Regions from separate parts of the Mus musculus genome. Here regions 1 and 3 are each linked to region 2. Evidence: chromatin contacts called from public promoter capture Hi-C data. All regions are on one chromosome and are shown on one strand. Each heading gives the region's core, a stretch centred on a gene start, on an enhancer-like site or on the middle of the called end of the contact. The rest is flanking DNA. Distances are from core to core; before and after follow the strand shown. Region 1 holds the start of Hyls1 (HYLS1, centriolar and ciliogenesis associated). Region 2 holds the start of Ncapd3 (non-SMC condensin II complex, subunit D3). Region 3 holds the start of Srpr (signal recognition particle receptor ('docking protein')).

Evidence for each region. Promoter capture Hi-C pulls out the DNA fragments that hold promoters and counts their contacts.
Region 1: a promoter capture Hi-C map of pre-B cells shows a contact between it and region 2. The contact joins the promoter of Hyls1 here to the promoter of Ncapd3 in region 2. A contact is called at or near these places in 1 of 39 promoter capture datasets (pre-B cells) and 2 of 484 Hi-C or Micro-C datasets (CD4 T cells and CD8 T cells).
Region 3: a promoter capture Hi-C map of pre-B cells shows a contact between it and region 2, with 3 times the contacts expected there. The contact joins the promoter of Srpr here to the promoter of Ncapd3 in region 2. A contact is called at or near these places in 2 of 39 promoter capture datasets (pre-B cells and second pharyngeal arch cranial neural crest) and 2 of 484 Hi-C or Micro-C datasets (CD4 T cells and CD8 T cells).

Annotation. Positions count from the first base shown.
Region 1 is chr9:35,567,904-35,572,741 of GRCm38.p6, forward strand. Hyls1 (HYLS1, centriolar and ciliogenesis associated) reads right to left here and starts at 2,166. Exons shown (of 4, transcript NM_029762.1): 1 at 1,974-2,166; 2 at 552-602.
Region 2 is chr9:27,027,607-27,031,919 of GRCm38.p6, forward strand. Ncapd3 (non-SMC condensin II complex, subunit D3) reads left to right here and starts at 2,559. Exons shown (of 36, transcript NM_178113.4): 1 at 2,559-2,893; 2 at 3,017-3,224. The coding sequence starts at 3,164. It overlaps Vps26b (VPS26 retromer complex component B), which reads right to left and starts at 2,488. Exons shown (of 6, transcript NM_178027.4): 1 at 1,793-2,488. The coding sequence starts at 2,015.
Region 3 is chr9:35,209,724-35,214,423 of GRCm38.p6, forward strand. Srpr (signal recognition particle receptor ('docking protein')) reads left to right here and starts at 1,480. Exons shown (of 14, transcript NM_026130.1): 1 at 1,480-1,682; 2 at 2,269-2,352; 3 at 2,625-2,788; 4 at 2,997-3,157; 5 at 3,407-3,563; 6 at 3,660-3,813; 7 at 4,024-4,112; 8 at 4,214-4,332; 9 at 4,464-4,550. The coding sequence starts at 1,566. Foxred1 (FAD-dependent oxidoreductase domain containing 1) reads right to left here and starts at 1,332. Exons shown (of 11, transcript NM_001291448.1): 1 at 1,084-1,332; 2 at 222-442. The coding sequence starts at 1,168.

The sequences.
Region 1 (4,838 bases), core at 916-3,415, 8.5 Mb after region 2:
AAATAACTTAGGTTTCTACCTTAGTCACCTGTCACTATAGTAGCGTTATGCAGATTTATTAAACAAATAAAACCGAAGTTCAAGACCCAAAACACACCATATCCTGAAACTGCTAACTAAAGGAACATGTAAGAACACACAGTATTTACAGTATTCTGGTGCTGCCTAAATGCTAGGGCTCCTAGCGTTGGAGGATGGTAGAGAATTGAAGATTTCAGGAAAGAGTTCCAGTTTAGAAGATCAAAGAGCATAAGATGGGTGAGTAACTTGTGCAGAAGTGTACAGCACAGTACTAACTTTCACGGCCCAGCAGAGGAGCCAGGAAAGCAGTGACACAAGTCACTTGTCATGGAACAGTCTTAAAAAGGACTGCTTTGTCTTTGAATTTTTAAAATTCTGAAGAGTTTTGTGTGTGTGTGTGTGTGAGTTCAAGTGTTCATGGAGGTCAGGAGAAGGCATCTTTTGAGTCCTTGGAGCTGAAATTCGAGGTATTTGTAAGGCGTCCATTGGGCACTGGGATCCCAACTCTGAGCCTCAGAGCAGTTTCTTACCTTATTTTGTTTTTCCTTGACTGGCTGTATTTGAGTTAACAAAAAGGAAACCTAGAAAAGAAAAACTGACTTTAAGAAACATTCTTATTTAAAAAGTCATTTCTAAAGCACAGTACATTGGGGCAGGAGTGGGGTGGGGGAGCCCTAACTGAAGGGTGTTAGTTACACTCTGGAGTCTATAGAAGCAAGAGTTCAAGGCTGAGGCAAATCCTCTTAAGAGGTTGTCTGGGGATGAATATAAAAGAAAATGGGTTCAGTTAGCTTCTTGGTTGTCATCACAGAAGCAGTCAATGAGAAGCTCCTAAAGGTATTTTTACAAAATTACTTCAGAGAGAGAATATTTATACAAACTCCAAAGTAGGACTGAATGTTAGAAAAATGTAAAGTAGGGAATAAAGCTTACTTCACTTAAAAAGTGGAATTACTTCAAAAGGTTTTGAAGTTTAATTGAGACATGTATATATCTCTTCTGGAGTTGGCCTGGGGTGATTTTAGACTAAAGCCAAGATGATTTTTAATGGCATCCTTACAGTGATAAAGTCCTGTTCCTTTGTGTTCAAATTATGTCCCCTTCATTTTTACACCTCAAATATGTAGATGCTTACAAGTGAAATGCAACTTCTCATGTTTATAGGTTATACTCAGTTCCTTTGCTTACAACGATCTCACAAGCTAAGCCATCTTATATATCGAGGATAAATATGGGTAATAGTGACTAAAATTACCTTTCCCTTAAAAACAAAAAACCCTCAAACAGTTTAATGCTCCAGGATTACCTAGTTACAGTAAAAAGATTCAGGGCTGGGGGGTGGGGTGGGATTTTTAACCCTTTAAATTCCTGTATTTGGCTATAACTGAAATTATGGTGCAATTTAACTTCTAAATTGAATGACAAACTGCTCTCTAGAAAAACTGATTATTACCTCAACACACGCGTTAGAGTGCCTCTATTTTCACTTTCATCAGCACTGCACACTGAAAAAACCTAGCCAACTTGAAAGAAAGGGCACAGTGATATTTTTGTTTGTATTGTATAGTTTTTATACGGGTTTTCTCACTCTTTCTGGGGTAAGATCACCCAGAGGGGTTCCTTCAGTTTTACTTGCTATCCTAAATCCTAAGCAAGCCGGCTGTACACTTGAATCCACGGAAGGTGTAACCCAAACCTGAGGCTACTTCCCTGCTCTTCCAACAATAACACCACCAGTCGCACCATCTGGCCACGGGCGTGCCGTGAGCTCGACTTCCCCAGGGACCCGTCCCCGTTTCCATGCTGGCAGGGAGGGCTCTGTCCACTCGCTTGCCCACCGGGCAAAAGTGGCGCAGGCAAGGTGTACATTACATTGTGACCTGCAGGGGCTTGGGCGGCCTGTGCTCGGGCTGCGAGTTAAAGACGTCCCGAGCAACGCTGCCGAGATTTACCTTGAACGCCAGAACCTGGCAGGGAAGAAAACGCGAATCCACGCGCAGCGGCCGAGGGAAAGAGCGTGGGCTCCGCTGCACCCTGTCCCAGGAAAGGTCCACCGCTCCGGCTCCGTGATCCTCACCAGCCTCGGCCGCCGCTGCCCAGGGTCTAGCAGTCGCGGCTCACCCCGGAACGCTGTTTCCCACTCGCGCAGGCGCACGACACCTCCACGTTCAGCGTAGTCGTTAACGGTCCGCTGTTCAAGTTTAAATCCCGAAGAGAGCCCACGCCTTTGGCTCCGCCCACCATCTCTCTCGTTGGTCCAGAGGCCAGACGTTCTCCACGTCTACATAACGATTGGTGCACATTTTCTCTAAGCCCTCCCCAACCTCGGGCCCGGAAGCGGGGTTTGGGGCGTGGAGCTGAAGTGGGAACCCGCCGGACCGTGGCGCGGAATCTGTTTCTTGGTCGTGTGGGTGTTAGTCTGGCGGTTAGGCAACGGGCTGGCCCTGCTCCGTGCCGCAGCCGCTCTTGGCTGTGGCCGGCGGCGTCGGAGGGTAGCGGAGGGGAGGGTTCTGGGGCGTGGCTGGCCCGGCTCGTGAGTCGGTCTCCACTGCAACCCGCGATAGGACCGCCCGACCAATTCCAGCTGCAGCGGTCCCCGCGGCACGGTATGCACTCTTCCAGAACGCACTATTATTGCCCTCCTTTTCTAGCGTACTGTTAACAAAATAGTATAATAAAAATATTACATGTATGTCTGACGTTTACAATGATTTGTGTACTTACAAAGAAAAAAAAAGGGACCCTAGTGCTTTGGGGACTACTGAGGGTAAGATCGGAAAAGAGGCCCCCATCCCCCGTACTTTAACTTTCTACATCAAATACAAATAGGTGTTTATTTCTTAATATATAGAAAGCTGGGTTGTTAAGATAGCTCTGGGGTTAAGAGCACGGGTTGCTCTTCCATAGGTCCTGAGTTCAATTCCTAGTAATCACATAGTTGCACATGGTTGGCTCATAAAGGGATCTTATGCTCTCTTCTGGGAGCGGGTGTTCATCAGACAGAGCACTCATACGTACCCCCACCCCTCAAATGCTAGAATGCTTAAATCTTCCAAACAATTCTTTTTTTGTTGAGGTTTTTTTTTTTTTTTTTTGCTTTTTGAGACAGGGTTTCTCTGTATATCCCTGGCTGTCCTGGAATTTACTTTGTAGACCAGGCTGGCCTCAAACTCAGAAATCCACCTGCCTCTGCCTCTTATCACTTGCCTACTTAGCTTTTTAATCAGGGCCCTTGCTCTACCTCTGAGGCAGTTAAGAATTTATGAAAACTGAATGACTACCCCTTGATGGACAATGTGACACTACTTTATTACACACATTCTTAGGACAAATATCCTGCTTTCATGTAATGCTTGTATGGAATTTCCTTTAGCATGGAACCTCCAGCTAATGTGTCTTAAGCAAGGTTAGATGATTCATTTTCTTACCTACTTTTGGACATTCAGCTTCATTTCTATACCTCAAAGTTAGGAGCTTGCCATGTAGCCCAGGCTGGCCTTGATGTAGGCAGATGGCAGACTCAGATTTGAGAAACAGAACAAAGGTAGGCAGTAGAGATGAGCTTAAGAGGTAGGTCATGTAGGCCAATGGGAGCAAATCTGACTTTAGCCAAAGAACTATGGAACTGGGTATCTGAAGCAGAATTGGGGCATGCTATGAAATACTCAGGTTTATTCTTGAAATTATTTTCTTTCCTTGAGAATAATGGATTAGAGGAATGCACAATTTTATGTAAAATCTGAATGAGACATAATTGCATATTCGAGGCATAGGTTGTGGTACGTAGGCTAGGATGGTAATGGCCAGGATATTAAGAAGGGGAAAGACAGATATATTTTGTGTCTATGACCAGAACACATATTTTATAAGGCTGAGGTGTGAGAGATCAAGTGTGGTTTCTTAGTTCATAGATTTCTGGCTGGTGCAGCTGAATGTTCTTTTCTCGAACAGGAGATACTGGAAAAAGACTTTTTTGGGTGAGGTAGAGTTAAGCTTTGAGCACATTGTATTTGAGGTGTGTGTTAGCATTCTGTTGCTGTGACTTAATAGAGACACTGAAATGGAGGACAGATTTATTGTGGTTCCAAGTTTGAGCTCATGCTCATTTAGGGCTACTGTTCTTAGGTGATGGTTGGGCAGAATATCACGGTGGGTAGAAGTAGAGGGAGCAGAACACAGCTGCTCATCTTGTGGTAGCTGGGAAGCAGAGAGACAGAGAGGCAGATAACATGCTGATCTTTTGCTGTTCTGTGGAACTAGCCTCCGCATGAATTCCCCAACTCCTGAGAGTTGTCTTTCAGTCAGTAGAACCCATCCTTATGAAAGAGGTCTCATACACTTTTTAAAAGAGTGTTGATACCATACTTGTTATAAACCCTTCCTCCTAGACCTTTATCCTAAGCGTTGTTTCTCAGTCAATAGAACTCATTCCTCCCTGGGACTAAACCACCAGTCAAAGAAAACACATGGAAGGACTCTAGCTGCAAATGTAGCAGAGGATGGCCTAGTCGGTCATCAATGGGAGGAGAGGCCCTTGGTCCTGTGAAGGTTCTATGCCCCAATATAGGGGAATACCAGGGCCAGGAAGGGGGAGTGGGTGGGTTGGGGAGCAGGGGGAGGGGCAAGGGGATAGAAGATTTTCAGAGGGGAACTAGGAAAGGGGATAACATTTGAAATGTAAAGAAAATATCTAATAAAAAAAATAAATAAAATAAACTTCATTCCTTTGGAAGGTGCTCTGCAAAACACATTTGCAAGGGAGTTTCAGCCTTAAGATTTGTTGTGATAATCATGAGGAAGCTTGTTTCTAAAGTTTT
Region 2 (4,313 bases), core at 1,309-3,808:
TTGATTTACAGCTGACAAAGCTGAGTCCCCATCAGGTCAGAGTGCCAAGGTCCCAGGGAAAATTATCCCAAGAAGCAATAAAAGGTTTCAAGAAAATTCAGTGAGGTTATGACAATCTGGGAATGAAGGAGTTAGGCAAGAGAGCAGGTGGGGCAATTGCAGCAAACTGCCTCTTTGGCTACCTTGTATTTAAACTGAAAGAGACTTAGGCATGCTTTCCTTCTACAATGGCTCATTTCATCTGCCGGAGTGAGGCAGGGACGCTTTTGAGTTATTCATAATCAGGGAGTTGATGGGATAGACAAAAACCAAAACATACCTATTTTTACTGGTATTACAGAGCAAAAGTACTGATGTAGTAGTCACTTTAAAACTCCTACTTAAAATGCCAATTCTCAGTCGGCAAGTACTGACTGCTTCATATATCATGCTTATATAGAGTGCTTTGGATGGATATAATGTATATAATCTGACCTGTGATTCTTTACTAGGACTGGCTTCATCCACCTTGGGATACACAGCGATACCGCAAGGCACGACTGTGTGAGGGGATGCCCTGGCAAAAGGGAACAAACAGATGAGATGTATGCTCAACTCTTAGCATGTGAACTTAGCAAGCTGTCCCAAGCAAGTGGCTAAAATCAGTGTCCATATGTGCAGTAGGGGATACAGGGTAGGGATTTTCTGATTGGTGTTCATTATCCACAGGGCACAACCTACTGGTGACTTCATGATACGAATGTTTTATTTTTTGAAGTACCCAAGCACTTTGATGACACAAAAGACTCCAAATACTTAGACTGGGTGACAAGCCAGTCATGATGGGCAGCTCCCCAAATCTTCGTGGGGTTTTGTTTTATTTTGAAACAGGGTCTCACTATGCAATGGCAGCTGGCCTAGAACTCACTATGTGAACCAGGCTGGCCTTCAACTCAGAGATCTACCTGTCTCAGCCTCCCAAGTGCTGCAATTTAAGGCATGTGCCACCAAACTCACCTCTCACCTGGCTCCCCAAATATTTTGTTTTACCGCCTTCCCTTGTCTATCTAGTTCTATTAGAACTAACAATATTTGAAGGTGACTATTGAGCACTGCAAATTTTTGATCATTTAATTATAGTCTTTGCAGCATCACTTCTTTGACTTTAAGGAGAAAATCAGACAACTAAATACCAGCATGGTACTAAGGAAGTTTGAGAAATAGAGGCAGTCAGAAAGAGGCAGGTTACAGGTATTCAAAACATGCACATGCAATGTAATACAGAATGGAGGTGAGATAGATAGACGGAATTTATGAGCCCGGTCCACTGCACTGTATTTTAAAGGGGGAGGAGGGATGATGGATAGGTGGGTGGGGTCACTGCTTAACTTTGGATTGGATCTGACAGCTGTAGCTGTCAAACCCACCTGCAGGATACTGTCTACCACACTATGAAATCCCGGTTACTAGAAGCAAAGCTGGAAGCATACTGCAGAGACAATGGGGATATCCAAGCACCAGGTGAGCATCCGACCATACAGCAGAGGGCTCCCTACCCTATCTAGGCTGTCCCCACCTCCCCAGCAGCACGCTGTCACTTTTGGCACGGAAGAAGGTAATGAATGCATGGGGGAGTCGCCCACGGGCGGGACTCGTGGGTGAATCTCAGGCTTTAGATTACAGTTGAAAAGAACCTGTCGCAGGCCTCGCAGGAGCTGGGCACTGAAAATCTCTGCTCCCAGCCCGTCCCACACTCGAGTCCAGGGGCAGGCTGACGTCCCGGTTTTGGGAAGGTCCCAGGGAATAGACTCACCGATCTGCCCAATGAACTCGATCTTGATGCCCTGGTGCTCTAGTCGCTTGTTGGGGTTCTTCAGTGATAGGCTCACTTTCCCCGAGACGGTTTCCCCGTCGTAGAAGAGGAAATATTTCTCCTTCTTCCCGTCCTCAGTCTTGTGCTCCGCTCGCTTCCTACTCTCCGCATCATTCAGCAAGATTTCCACCTCCACGCTCTGCCCGAAGCCGAAGAAGCTCATCTCCCCGCCTGGCCGCGCCGGTGTCGGCACAGACTGCTCCCTCCCTCCCAGGCGCGAGCTGCCTTCGGGGAAGGCAGGCCGGAGGGCCGGCTGCGGGAACGCGCTGGACGCTGCACCGCAGCCCCGCTCGCTCTGAGCTGGGCGGTGGGCGATCGCCGATGGCCTGCGCCCCTGGGGTGAGGCAGGGCGGAGGAAGGAGGTCGGCTGCGGGTTGCGGCGCCCAGAGCAGCGATGCACCGAGAGGCCAGACACAGTACCAACGCAGATCCTGGCGGTGCAGCGACTAGGGCCCTGGGAGGAAAGGCGCCAAGCACGCGCGTCTCGTCGCCCACCGGGTGGGGTCCAGCGCCCAGCCGCACACACAGAACTGCCTGGACTCCCGCGGCGTAACGCACCGAAGTGCTACGGCGGCGCCGGGCGGGGGAAGGGGCAGGAGAACTCCGGCCCGGATGCGAAGATGATGCCACGCGCACGCGCACGTCTTCTCTCCCCCCCCCCCCCCTCGCTTTCCCTACCCCCTCCAGGCCGTCAAGGGGTGCGCTCATCTGCGCATGTGCAGTGCCAAAGGGCGCTTTGTTTACATGGCGGCTCTGGCCTCTCTCCAGTAGAACTCGGGCCCAGATGTTCCGTCAAGTCCTAGCACTGCAAGTGCCTCCTTGTAATATTCCGGTTGCATTTCTCTTCCTTCTTAGCCTGATAAACGCCAGGCTACTCTTCACATTTGAATACGAGCAACGCTTGCGTGCTGTCTGACGGGATGAGGTGCCTTTCCCATGCACGCTCAGTGTCACCGGAAGGGGCAAATGTGACCGCTACTACAGGAAGTATGCTGTCCCCGCTGGCCTCTAGGTTCCCTGCCGTGTAAGAACGATATGACGGTAAGAAAAACACTAGTGACGTCCTGACCCCAACATTAACTGGAATGCTAAGGGAAAAAGAAAAAGTCCTCGCTAGCCTTGTTTAACTTCCAGTCTTTGCCCCGCCCACTTATGCGCACGCAGTGGGCGACCCAGCCCATTGGCTTGGGTTACGAACACGGCTCAGCGCGGTGATTGGTCGATTGTAAATCCCGAACGTTGTGACTGGTCCGCCAAAACGTCTCAGAGCGCGCGCGGGAGCGACGGCGAGCCGGTACGTCCACGGTCGGAATGGCGCTGCAGGATCTTGGAGAAAACTTGCAGCCTTGGTGTCCGCTGGGTCTCAGCCTCGGTGAGGAAACGCAGCCGCGGGTTCTGGGTTCGGGGCTTGGGGTGTTTTGTTCCGCCTAATGTATCCAAGCTTGCGTCTCGGTGAGGGTAGGGGTAGGGGTGGGGGAAGGGGAAGCCCTGGTCTCTGCACTGACCGTGAGCCCCAGGATTGTGACAATCTGCCCGGGTGAAGGCCAGCCAAACTTACGGTGGGATCTGAGTCCAGACGAGTAATTGGTAGAAAAGAGAGCTAAACTGTTCTAGCATGCGGGAGGTCGAGGCTGGAGGATTGCCATGAGTTCAAGACCATCCTGGGCCACACAAATGAATTTAAACCAGTCTCAATAATAATAATAATAAAACAATAATAATAGGAGTGTCTCAGTGATAATAACAATAGCAGCAGCAACATGAAAAGCTAATAATTGGCCTTTAATAGTGCTAGTGCCTCAGTTATCTCCATCTGTCACCTTTGTTCTACCTAGTCTTGCTGGAGTCCTAAGTCTATTCCCCAGGTGGTTTTAAACAGACAATCTCAATGTTCAGGTTGATTTTTTTTTTCTTAGAATTTGTGATCATAAATTCAGCTAGATGGTTCTTGTACCGGCTGGTTTTGTGTGTCAGCTTGACACAGGCTGGAGTTATCACAGAGAAAGGAGTCTCAGTTGGGAAAATGCCTCCATGAGATCCAATTGTAAGGCATTTTCTCAATTAGTGATAAAGTGGGGAGGTCCCCTTATGGGTGGTGTCATCTCTGGGCTGGTAGTCTTGGTTCTATAAGAGAGCAGGCTGAGCAAGCCAGGAGAAGCAAGCCAGTAAAGAACATCCCTCCATGGCCTCTGCATCAGCTCCTGCTTTTTGACTTGCTTGGGTTCCAGTCCTGACTTCCTTTGGTGATGAACAGCAGTGTGGAAATTTAGGCTGAATAAACCCTTTCCTCCCGAACTGCTTCTTGATCATGATGCTTTTTGTCCAGGAATAGAAACCCTGACTAAGACAGTTCTCTTGAAGACTTCATTAGATGTCCGAATGAAATCAAGATTCCCAAAGCCAGCTGGTTGAGCCAGTTAAATCACAAACCTGAGGGTTTTCTCTTTCATGCCTATTGCCC
Region 3 (4,700 bases), core at 230-2,729, 8.2 Mb after region 2:
CTTCAGCCATATATTGAAACCCCATCTCCAAAGAGATTAAACAACAGTAGCAAAGTCTCTTCCCCTTCCCCAACAAAACAATGTTATTGCTGCGGGTCTTTGTTGAGGGAGGAAGAGCCTGGAACTATTTCTTAAGCTCCAAAGTCCAAAGCACAGTCCCTGCCCTCAATGCCACAGTCTGTGTCCTCAATAAGATGACTGCCCTTACTCCCTGACCTCACCGTGTGGTCCTGCTCCACCACCAGCACCCGAATGGCACCTCTTCTACTCTCCAGCTTCTTCAGCCAAAAGGCCACAGACAGACCAAGAATCCCACCTCCTATGATGACCACATCCGCCTGTTCTGGGGGCAGGTGGCTGGTGTCATACAGCACTTCATATTTCTTTCCAGGCAGGATGGAATCAACCTTCTTCTTAAAGTCAGACACCTTTGCATCCCAGTCTGCAGGACATAGTTACAGTTAGATGACTTATGTTCTTTTCTGCGTGGTTGGGGGTTGGAGGATGGGTACAGGAAAAGGGGGGCTGAAATAGGCATTTGGATTGCCACACCTCCAATGTCATCCTTTCTCATAAGATCAACTCATATGCAGCAGTATTGTTAGAACTTTGTTGTTTGGTCTTTGTCCCACCAGGCCCCAATATCATGGATCTCTAACACTGGAAGATTCAACTTCCTGAAATTACTTTCTGTTTCCCCATCAAGCGAGATGTGACTCACATTATTTAGCTCTTGCAGATCTCTCTCCCTCCTGAACCCCATTCTCAGATATGCCAGGCCCAGGGAACGAGTCCCTAGTATACTTCATACTGCACAGCCTTCTAAAGCCGGGCACCTTTGTAATGGTTTCTTATCCTTATCCATCATCGCCAGCAAGCTTCCATTTATATGGCATTGTCCACTGGGAAGTGCCTCCTTGAGAGCCATACACTTGCCTCGGCTCTTTGACCTTTAGTAGGCAAGCCTACCCCTTCCCCCAGCTAACTCGCTGTCCCGCCCGCACGAGGCAGGGGGTCGAACCTTGAAGGTCACATCTATGGAGGGTTTGGGCTCCCCAGAACCACTGCTGCCCTCAGCTTTACCCAGAGTAAAGCCTCCTTTGCGTGTGCGTAGCCCCCGGTATGGGAGGCCCGGGCCCAAGCCAAGACGCAGCGCTCTGCGAAACATGGCCTTAGAGCCCGGCTTCTTTCAGCTTGAGGTGGGTTCCCCTCAAGCCGACTCTGTCCTTCCTGTCATCGGTCCGCGCCACGGGGAATAGACACGAACGCGCCGATTAGCCGGCAGTGCTCTTCAGGCTCCACCCCTCCACGCTATAGGGGAGCTATCGCCTCTGGAGTCCCGCCCCTGTGTGCTATTGGTCAGGCTTGAGTCTACGTCATCTCGCGCGCCCTGAGCGGGAAAGGGGCGGGACCACGGAGGCTCGTAGCGGAAGTGCGGCTGAACCGGTTTCCGGGGGCTGCTGGTGTGACGTGTCCCGCGCTTGGCGCAGCAGGAAGCGGCGGCGGCGGACGCGGCCCGAGTTCCCGGCCCCGGTCTCGGCCTCAAGTCTTCTCCCGCTTCCGTCATGCTTGACTTCTTCACCATCTTCTCGAAGGGCGGGCTTGTGCTCTGGTGTTTCCAGGGCGTGAGCGACTCGTGCACCGGGCCCGTCAACGCGTTGATTCGTTCCGTACTGCTGCAGGTACCACCCCCGCGGGGCAGAACTCCGGGCTGTCGTCCCTCAGACCCAGACTGTGGTCCCCTTTCCAGTAGTCACTCCGCACTTTCCGTTCTGATCTCCTCAAACTGGTCGGTTACCGGCCACCCAGGATCGACTTCCTTGCCTGGATCACAGTATCCCGAAACTTTGCGACGCCCCCCACTCCTCCCGTTTCCGGGGCTCTAGCCACGTTCTGGCGTCCTAATGGACTCGAACTCCCTCTCCACTCATCCGAGCAGCGTGGTTTTCTGCTGTTTTGACGTTGGGTGAAACTGTGGATGCGAGAACACCTTTCAGGAACAGTAGATGGTTCACAGCTGCTAGAAGATCTGATTGTTTATATATGACTGTTTACTTCCTGGCTCCCACGTGTCCTGTCTCCTGTCCCAGCTTTACCCCTTGTCCTTACCTGGTGTCTGTCTGTCTGTCTTTTTTTCTCACGGGGTGCTAGAAATGTCCCAGAACTCCCTTGTTGAGGGCAGGATTATATCTGGTTATTTCCCAAACGTAGTCCAAAGTCTGGTTTTGCTGTGGATGTAGCCTGACTGCTGAAACGCTCTTTTTCCAGGAACGGGGCGGTAACAACTCTTTCACTCATGAGGCTCTCACACTCAAGTATAAACTGGACAACCAGTTTGAGCTGGTGTTTGTGGTAAGTGGGGGTATGTTAGAAAGACAAGTTATGTTCTCAACAGCATCCCCACTGATGAACCTAATTAATTGTGGGTATTGTGTATGTGATAAAGTGATAGAAAAAAGTTAGGAATGTGGAGGGGAGAAAGCAAGCGACTTCTGGGTAAGATTGTAAGCTTGGCTCTCCCGGGGCAGGAAACCTATCTCTGGAGGCTTGGGTTGAGTTGGCTTCCTTCCATTCTGGGCTGGCATGTAAGGAGATCTATTGGCTCCGTCTCCTTCCATAAACAGGTTGGCTTTCAGAAGATCCTCACGCTGACCTATGTAGACAAGTTGATAGATGATGTGCACCGACTGTTCCGGGATAAGTATCGCACAGAGATCCAACAACAGAGTGCTTTAAGTCTATTGAATGGCACATTTGATTTCCAAAATGACTTCCTGCGGCTCCTTCGGTGAGAGGCTTTCCTCCGTTCAAAGGGAAAATTTTCATGATTTAAGAGTGCCTGCCTGTCGGTGGCGCATCAATATTTACATGGGTTCAAACCAGTCACATTTTGTAGCTTGTTTCTTATAGTCCTTTTGATATGTGGGATCTTTTTCTTAAGTCAGAGTTGTCCTCTTGTATGGGTAGAAAGACCAACTAGTCTCTTTTCTCTTTAGTGAAGCAGAGGAGAGCAGTAAGATCCGTGCTCCCACTACCATGAAGAAATTTGAAGATTCTGAAAAAGCTAAGAAACCTGTGAGGTCCATGATTGAAACACGGGGGGAAAAGACCAAGGAAAAAGCAAAAAACAACAAAAAAAGGGGGGCCAAAAAGGAAGGTGTGTTTGAGTTTCCTGACCCTGCTAGGGCATACAAGATGTTAGCATAGTATTATAAAACTCTGTGGTACTCTTTGACATTGCTAGCCTCCTTTAACTTAATGCTCACCACCCTATCACTCCCTTGAGGCATTGTAGTCTCCAAGGTGTTTGGTCCAAGTTGCTCTTTAGGATTTGGAAGAACTGTAGTTATTACCTGGGTGGTTGGGATTTATGTTTCTTTTCCTCCAGTGAGGTTTCTTTTAACAGGTTCTGATGGCACTTTGGCTACTAGCAAAACAGCCCCTGCAGAAAAGTCAGGTCTCTCAGCGGGACCTGAGAATGGAGAACTTTCCAAAGAGGAGCTGATCCGTAGGAAGAGAGAGGAGTTCATTCAGAAGCATGGCAAGGGTCTGGACAAATCCAGGTCAGCACTGTTACCCTGTCTCTGGTGACTGTTACCCAGCTGTGCTGGGGCCAGGGGACTCTCCTCTCATGTTCCTTCCTATGTCATCCTTTGCAGTAAATCTACAAAGTCAGATACTCCAAAGGAGAAGGGCAAAAAAGCACCCCGGGTGTGGGAACTAGGTGGCTGTGCTAACAAGGAAGTCTTGGATTACAGTACTCCCACCACCAATGGAACTCCAGAGGCAGCCCTTTCTGAAGATATCAACTTGGTAAGATGCATAAAGGTCAGAGTGAAGATCACCATTGGCCAGAAATTGGGAAGGAAACATCTGGAGGGTATATCTGGATTTGAGAGAGGAATGAACTATATGTGGGTTTTTCTAAGGTCTCAAATAATGTTGCCAGGGTATATCCTGGGCTCTTCCCCTCAGCTGTTAGTGTTCTTGATCACACCTCTTTTCTTTGCCTGTGTTCTCTAGATTCGAGGAACTGGGCCTGGGGGACAGCTTCAAGATCTGGATTGCAGCAGCTCAGATGATGAAGGGGCCACTCAAAATACCAAGCCTAGGTAGAAGGATTTCAGGTGGGAGGTGGTGTGGATGCAGAATTGATGACCCATACCTCCTGCCTGCTGGCCTAACGCATACTTGTGATCTTCTGTAATTGTAGTGCTACCAAGGGAACTCTGGGTGGCATGTTTGGGATGCTGAAGGGTCTGGTGGGTTCCAAGAGCTTGAGTCGAGAAGACATGGAATCTGTGCTAGACAAGATGCGTGATCATCTCATTGGTGAGTCTGGAGGACTGGCTTGACTGACGGACTATGACATAGTTCATTAGGAATAGAACCATTTTCTAAGCTGTGCTCTTGAGACCCGATCATTGTTAGCTCGGAACTCACAGCTGTCCTTCTCTTCTCAGCTAAGAATGTGGCTGCTGACATTGCTGTCCAGCTCTGTGAATCTGTTGCCAACAAATTAGAAGGGAAAGTGATGGGGACATTTAGCAGTAAGTATCTCCACAAGTCACAAAGTGCTCGTGCGTCTCAGAGGTGATGCAGTCAGACAGCTTTGGTATGTGCCTTTTGGCACACATGTTTGAGTTCCCAAACTTCTATGATAGAACAGCCTTTAGGACCTAACAGGACAGTTAATTGAG